Linked DNA regions of Capra hircus: region 2 is linked to region 1. A link is a contact called in public Hi-C data. All regions are on one chromosome and are shown on one strand. Each heading gives the region's core, a stretch centred on a gene start, on an enhancer-like site or on the middle of the called end of the contact. The rest is flanking DNA. Distances are from core to core; before and after follow the strand shown. Region 1 overlaps MYL9 (myosin regulatory light polypeptide 9). Region 2 holds the start of LOC102177994.

What was found. A called contact is a pair of places that touch in the nucleus more often than the background predicts.
Region 2: a contact with region 1 is called in a Hi-C map of blood, with 3 times the contacts expected there. The contact joins the promoter of LOC102177994 here to the enhancer-like site in region 1. A contact is called at or near these places in 2 of 5 Hi-C or Micro-C datasets (both in blood).

The regions. Positions count from the first base shown.
Region 1 is chr13:65,219,776-65,222,567 of ARS1.2, reverse strand. It overlaps MYL9 (myosin regulatory light polypeptide 9), which reads right to left. Exons shown (of 4, transcript XM_018057813.1): 3 at 2,642-2,792; 4 at 893-1,686. The coding sequence ends at 1,514. Among named protein-coding and RNA genes, the nearest start is that of MYL9, 7.9 kb to the right of the region's middle. Within about 2 kb of position 1,332, at least 1 of the 5 cell types and tissues checked has an H3K27ac peak or open chromatin away from gene starts, as enhancers often do.
Region 2 is chr13:65,270,796-65,273,713 of ARS1.2, reverse strand. It overlaps LOC102177994, which reads right to left and starts at 1,411. Exons shown (of 4, transcript XM_005688679.3): 1 at 1,091-1,411. The coding sequence starts at 1,204.

The DNA.
Region 1 (2,792 bases), core at 83-2,582:
TTTGGAGGCAAGAGAAGGGCTTTCGTGGCTTTCCACTGGAAAGGGCTGGGTACCTACGCTGGGGCAGCAGCCTGGAGGAGGTTTGGCTTCCTAGGCCGATGCAGGGTCCCCTTAGTGCTCGGTGCTCCTTTGGCTCTGACCTCATACCTTTGTGGCTGGCTGGCTCTGGGTGACCTTTAGGGAAGGCAGCAGCACCTGCTCCCTGCTGGGTGCAGATGGGATGTGTCCAGTCCTGGTCTGAACCCCATGGAAGGTCCAGAGGCCAGGGATCAGCTCTCGCTCTGCCCCAGACCTGCTGGGGGGTGGCCTCAGGTGGTCCCTGTCCCTGTCTCTCTGTTCATTCAACCAGCATTTATTTCCCTTCCTCTTAGGCTCCAGGCACCATCATCAGTGTCCCCACTGTCAACTGTAACAGGGACCCCGGTCCTGCTGGTCTCTCACACATGTGGGATGTGAAAAGCTGTGGCTTACTGTGCTGCTGGTCACGTGGCAGAACCGACCCTCCAGTGCACCCAGACACCTGGTAGCTGCCTGCAGGGAATCCGTTCTTTCTCATCTCCATCCCCTCTTCACAGCTCCCAAAGCCTCCCTGCTCTTCCAGGACCACCTGGTTCCCCAGGAGCATTGAGGGGACCCTGGAGACCAGGCTCTAGTCCTGAAGGCTGTGACCTTGACTCTTGCCCTCTCAGAGCCCCAGAACCCCCACTGGGGTTTGCTGTGGTGGGTCCTGCCCCCTCTGCCCTCTCCCTCCCAGCAGAGCTTCTCCCCTCAGGATCTGCCTGCTCCCGCAGCTGGTCTCGTCTCAGCTGAGCCTTCCCTGGGCTGGTAGTCAGAAGGTGGAAGGAAGGACAGACGGGGCAGCCACTGGGGAAGAAGAGGGTGGGCGGTGTTTGGGGCCTCAGGGCACCTTTATTTCACCCCAGCCACAGACATACACACCCAAAGCAATGCTCAACCTTCTATTAGGCTCTGCCTCCCCAAGACGAAACGTCCGCCCTCTTGCATCTTCCAGAGCACACTCCCGGTGGGGTGGGGTGTGTTCTCGTGGCCGGGCACGGTGTCGGGGAGGGGAGTGGCACCCTGTCCTCTGAGAGGGGACCTCGGTGAGATTCGTGTGTTTGTGGCAGTGGCTGGGGAAGGGCTTGCGGGGGGGGTGCAAGTGGAGTGGTGTCCCAGACCAGGACACAGCGCCCTTCCTGTGGGGAGCAGCTGGAAGCGGGCAGGCAACAGCCGAGGCCGGGGCTCTCCTCGGGGCCTCCCGGGCCAGCCCCCTGGCCCAGCTCCCGAGAAGATGGGGTTTCCTCGGAGGGTCACCGGCCTCCCGCTGGCTCTGCCCCTGGCCTGGTGCTGTGCTTTCTCAGTCGTTTCCTTCACTCGGAGCTGGGCCCCCGGCCCCTCAGGGGGAGAGTCCTCTGAGAGGGGGCTCTGGGCTCCTGGGCACGGAGCCGGTGCAGACGGTGTATGTGGGAGCAGGTGGCTGGGACAGGGGCCGGGCACGGGGCGCTGGGATGGCCTAGTCGTCCTTGTCCTTGGCGCCGTGTTTGAGGATGCGGGTGAACTCCACGTAGTTGAAGTTGCCTTTCTTATCAATGGGCGCCTCTCGGTACATCTCGTCCACCTCCTCATCTGTGAAGCGGTCACCCATGGTGGTGAGCAGCTCCCGAAGGTGGTCCTCATGGATGAAACCTGGGGCGGGGGTGGAGGGGGCACAGGGCCAGGGCCTTGAGACACACCTCACACCCCCTGCCCGGGGCCCCCCCAGGACTCACAGACCTTGTAGCTGGAGGCGGGGGGCGGGGGCGCCGGGAAAAGACACAGTCCTGGTGTCTGTTCAGTTCGAGGTCACCAGGGCCCAGCGGGAACAGTTCTGCAGTGGGGCTGTCTGCGAGGTGTTTCTGTGGGGGTGGGGATGGGGGCCCTGGGGCTGTGAGGGTTGGGGAGGCCCTGCCTGGGGCTGTGGGGGTGCTGACGGTGCTGCTTGAAGAACCTGGGCCCCAGAGCTCCACTGCCTGCGTCTGAATGCTGATCTCTTCTTTCTAGCTGTGTGACCTTGGGCAAGTTACTTAACCTTTCTCTGCCTGTTTGATCTGGAAAATGGGGAGGAAAATATGCCAACCTAGTTAGGGAGCTGTGACACAGTCAGGAAAAGGTTCTGACCTGCTTAGGCCTGTGGTGCGCCTCTGGCCCCTGAGAAACTGCTGAAGCGGCTACTGCCAGCGGCGTCCCACAGGCCTGTCCCTGGGAGAGACCCGCGGTGGCTGGGAAGCCCTTTGGAGGACCTGAGGGTGGGGGGCGCTGGTTTCTGTAACCTGTTGGCCCGCGGGCCTGAGATGGTTTGGTTTCTGGAAGGGTCAAAAGCAGAAGCCAGTGCGTTGAGCCAACAGGAGAGCTAAGAAGTGGGAAGGCTTACGGGATGTGGGCTGTTTCAGTTTAGCCTTTGGCGGGGACAAAACAAGGAAGCAGCTTTTATCGTTCAGGTGGCAGAAACAGGTGGACAGATGATCTCTGTCCTGGCCTTTGGAGGCAGAGGGGCGCCCTGAGGTGCCAGCGCAGCTGGGTGCCACTTGCATACGCGGGGTGTCCAGGCGAGGTGTGCAGCCCCAGCCCCATCCAGGCCTCTGTCCCGAGGCTGCTGACTGACCTGAGGCCTCCTCGTCAAAGCAGGCGAAGGCGTTGCGGATCACATCCTCGGGGTCTGTGCCGTTCAGCTTCTCCCCAAACATGGTGAGGAACATGGTGAAGTTGATGGGCCCCGGGGCCTCGCTCATCATGCCCTCCAGGTACTCGTCCGT
Region 2 (2,918 bases), core at 162-2,661, 51 kb before region 1:
ATTAGAAACCAAAGTGAAGAAGGTGCCAGCACATCTAATTTTCATACAGGAACATGGAAGATTCAGGTTTCTGACCTTTCCTGGACCGCAGAAACCAGTCCTTACACAAAGAAAGCAAGCCATGACACAGCAAATCAGGGAGGTTTCACGGCAGCTGGGCAGGACAAGGGCACTTTCAGGAAGTGCCTCCCATTCACCCCCGCCCCCTTACAGAACCCCAGGAAAACCTATTTCATCATTCCAAAAAAAAAAAAAGGGAAAGACTGCAGGTACAACAATCTTTTCAGGCCAACTGGAATCAAGCTATGTGCAATAGTTCCTTCCCCACCATGGAGCAGAGGTGGGGAAGCGCTCACACTCAGATCTTCTGAATGCATGTGACCACTAAGGACATCCTGAAGTTCCCCAACCATTCCTCACACACATTTGGTGGTGTCTCTTCCACCCATACTCCCCACCACACACATGCACTAACGCTCACCCCTGAAAGGTGGTCTCAGTCTCCCCTCTTAACTCTCACACTTATTAGGGTATTCAGTTTTCTCATTTGACAGGAAAGCAATGGCAGCTCACCTTTGGTGAGCCTCACTATGTGCTAAGCACTTTAACGCAGCAGGTACCCCACCTCAGAGTTTTTTTTGAGACTCAAGTGAGATGATACACAGAGAGAACCGGACACATAGTAAGTATTCAATAGACGTCTGCTCTGGTTACTGCTCCTGCCAACGACGCTGGTACAACATCAGTCACTTACTCAAGATCCTGCTGGCACTAAAAGACGGAGATGGAATCGAACTCAGCTCAGTTTTGCTGTTCAGGCAGCGACCTGCCTGAGGGGACAACTCCTCCACCCCTCCTCGCGGCTTCCCGAGTGACCCAGGCGATTTCACCCTTCGACCACTCTGTGATGAGCCCCGAGCCTGACAGCTGGGCCCGCGCAGTTCGCCCCGCCATCCTTGGGCCACTCGCCCCGCCACCCCGAACACTCGGCCAGGCCCGGACCGGGGCAGGGGCAGGATCGGGCCTGTCCTTTCGTCCCCGAGTCCCAGCTGGCTCCTCGAACGTGCGCCCCCGCTAGGCCCCACCGCACCTTGTCTTCCCAGGCCGCGTCGCTCCGCAGCACCTTGCTCCAAACAGAGACTTTGAGGGCCCCGTTGGCCAGCTGCGGCTGAGACGGCTCCTCCTTCCGCCGCCCGCCGCTCATCCTCCCGTCGCGCCGCCCGGGCCGGGCCTGGGGCGCGCGGGCCGATCTAAAAGGGGTCGGGGTCGCGGGTCACGGAGCGCGGGTCGGCGGTGGCGGCGACAGCGACAGGCTCAGCGGATCGGTTCAGCGGCGCCCCTCCGGCAGCCTGCACTTGGCCAAACACCCGGGCTCTGTTGGCTCGGTAGAGACCAAGCGCGCGGAAGGCGGAGCCACGCAGCGCCGCGCGTCCTCCTCCCGCAGACGTGCATACGCAGCCAATCAGCGGCCGCGCAGCTGTCCGAACGCAGGACCAGACGCCGCTTCGGCGCAAGCGCATTATGCGCGGGGACGTGACGGCAAGCTTCCGCTGACCCCGCAGTAAGGTGAGAGGGAAGGGACAATCTTGGTAACGACGACGCCATGAGCGCCAGGAGGCGCAGCGGAAGCATAAGAACGATGTCACCGAGGAAGGCGAGGTTAAACAGGAGCTTCATCCAGTCCGCCACAGCTTGTCCCTCGAGCAGCGGGGCAGAACACGGCCCTGCCTTACCCGAGGCGTCCTTTGGAGCCCAAGCCTTGCTCCCCGGGGGCCCCAAGTTGCCCCTCAGGGTTTAGCCCTTGCTTGTTTTCCCCGAACCTTGCAAGTCCCTTAGGACCTTGTTCAAAAAGTTCATTGTTTTGTGTAGTAGTAACTTTAGTGTCTCTAAATGCCTAGCGTCCTCTTTTGACAGATGTGAGCCCTGAGATCCAAAGAGGGGAAATGATTTTCTAAGGCTTTCGAGCGTGTTGGAACCAGCTGAGGACTCCTCAGGGGAGAAAGGTGGCATCAGAATATCTGAGCATTCTTCCAGCGAGCGTGTCCTTGCTACGCGCTTGGTTAGTGGTTCACAAGTGTGGTTCTGGACCAGCAGCAGGTGCATTACCTGGGAATTTGATTAGAGATTCAGATTCTCAGATCCCACTCAGACCCATTGAATCAGAAATTCTGGGGTGGGGCCCATAATCAGAGTTTCAGCCAGCCCGCCAGGTGGTGCCCTGCGCACACTGTGCAAAGTAACAAGGCGCATGAGTCCTGTGTGGTAGGTTTATACAGGCAAAGTAACCTGCTCTGAACCACTCAGCTAGTATCTGGGTCTGTCTGATTTCAAAATCTGCACCCTGGGGAGTTTCCTGCAGGTCCAGTGGTTAGAACTCGATATGCTTTCTCTCCCGTGGAATTTGGTTCAATCCCTGGTACCTGAAAAAAGACCCCGCAAACCAGAGGGGCGCCAGAGATGATACTGCAACAGACATTACTTTGTCCTCACCTGGTGGTATGGCCATATACCTGACATGGGTGTACACCTTTCGTCCTAACTTTCACATTATCAGCCCTCCCTCCTCTGAACCATCTCCCCTATGCAAACCTAGAGTAAAGCCTAACCAGCTCACTCCAGTTTGGACATGCATCACTGATATAAAACCTATTTTACAGACTCCCTGATGGCATGCAGTGCTGGAGACAGATCATTCTATCCCAGAATGTTGGAAGAATACCTGGCCTGGAGCCAAAGACAGAAAAAGTTAAGTTTTTAGCCTGCTGGGTCTAGTGGCAGAGGATTGTAATGGGGAATCTGATGTGGGCTGTTAGGGAACTGAACTCGGAGGGAAGAGTAGGAGTTAAGAAGAGGAAGAGGGAGGGGAAAGGAGGAGAGTATTCCAGGAGATGAAACCACGTCTGCTATTGGTGAGGAAT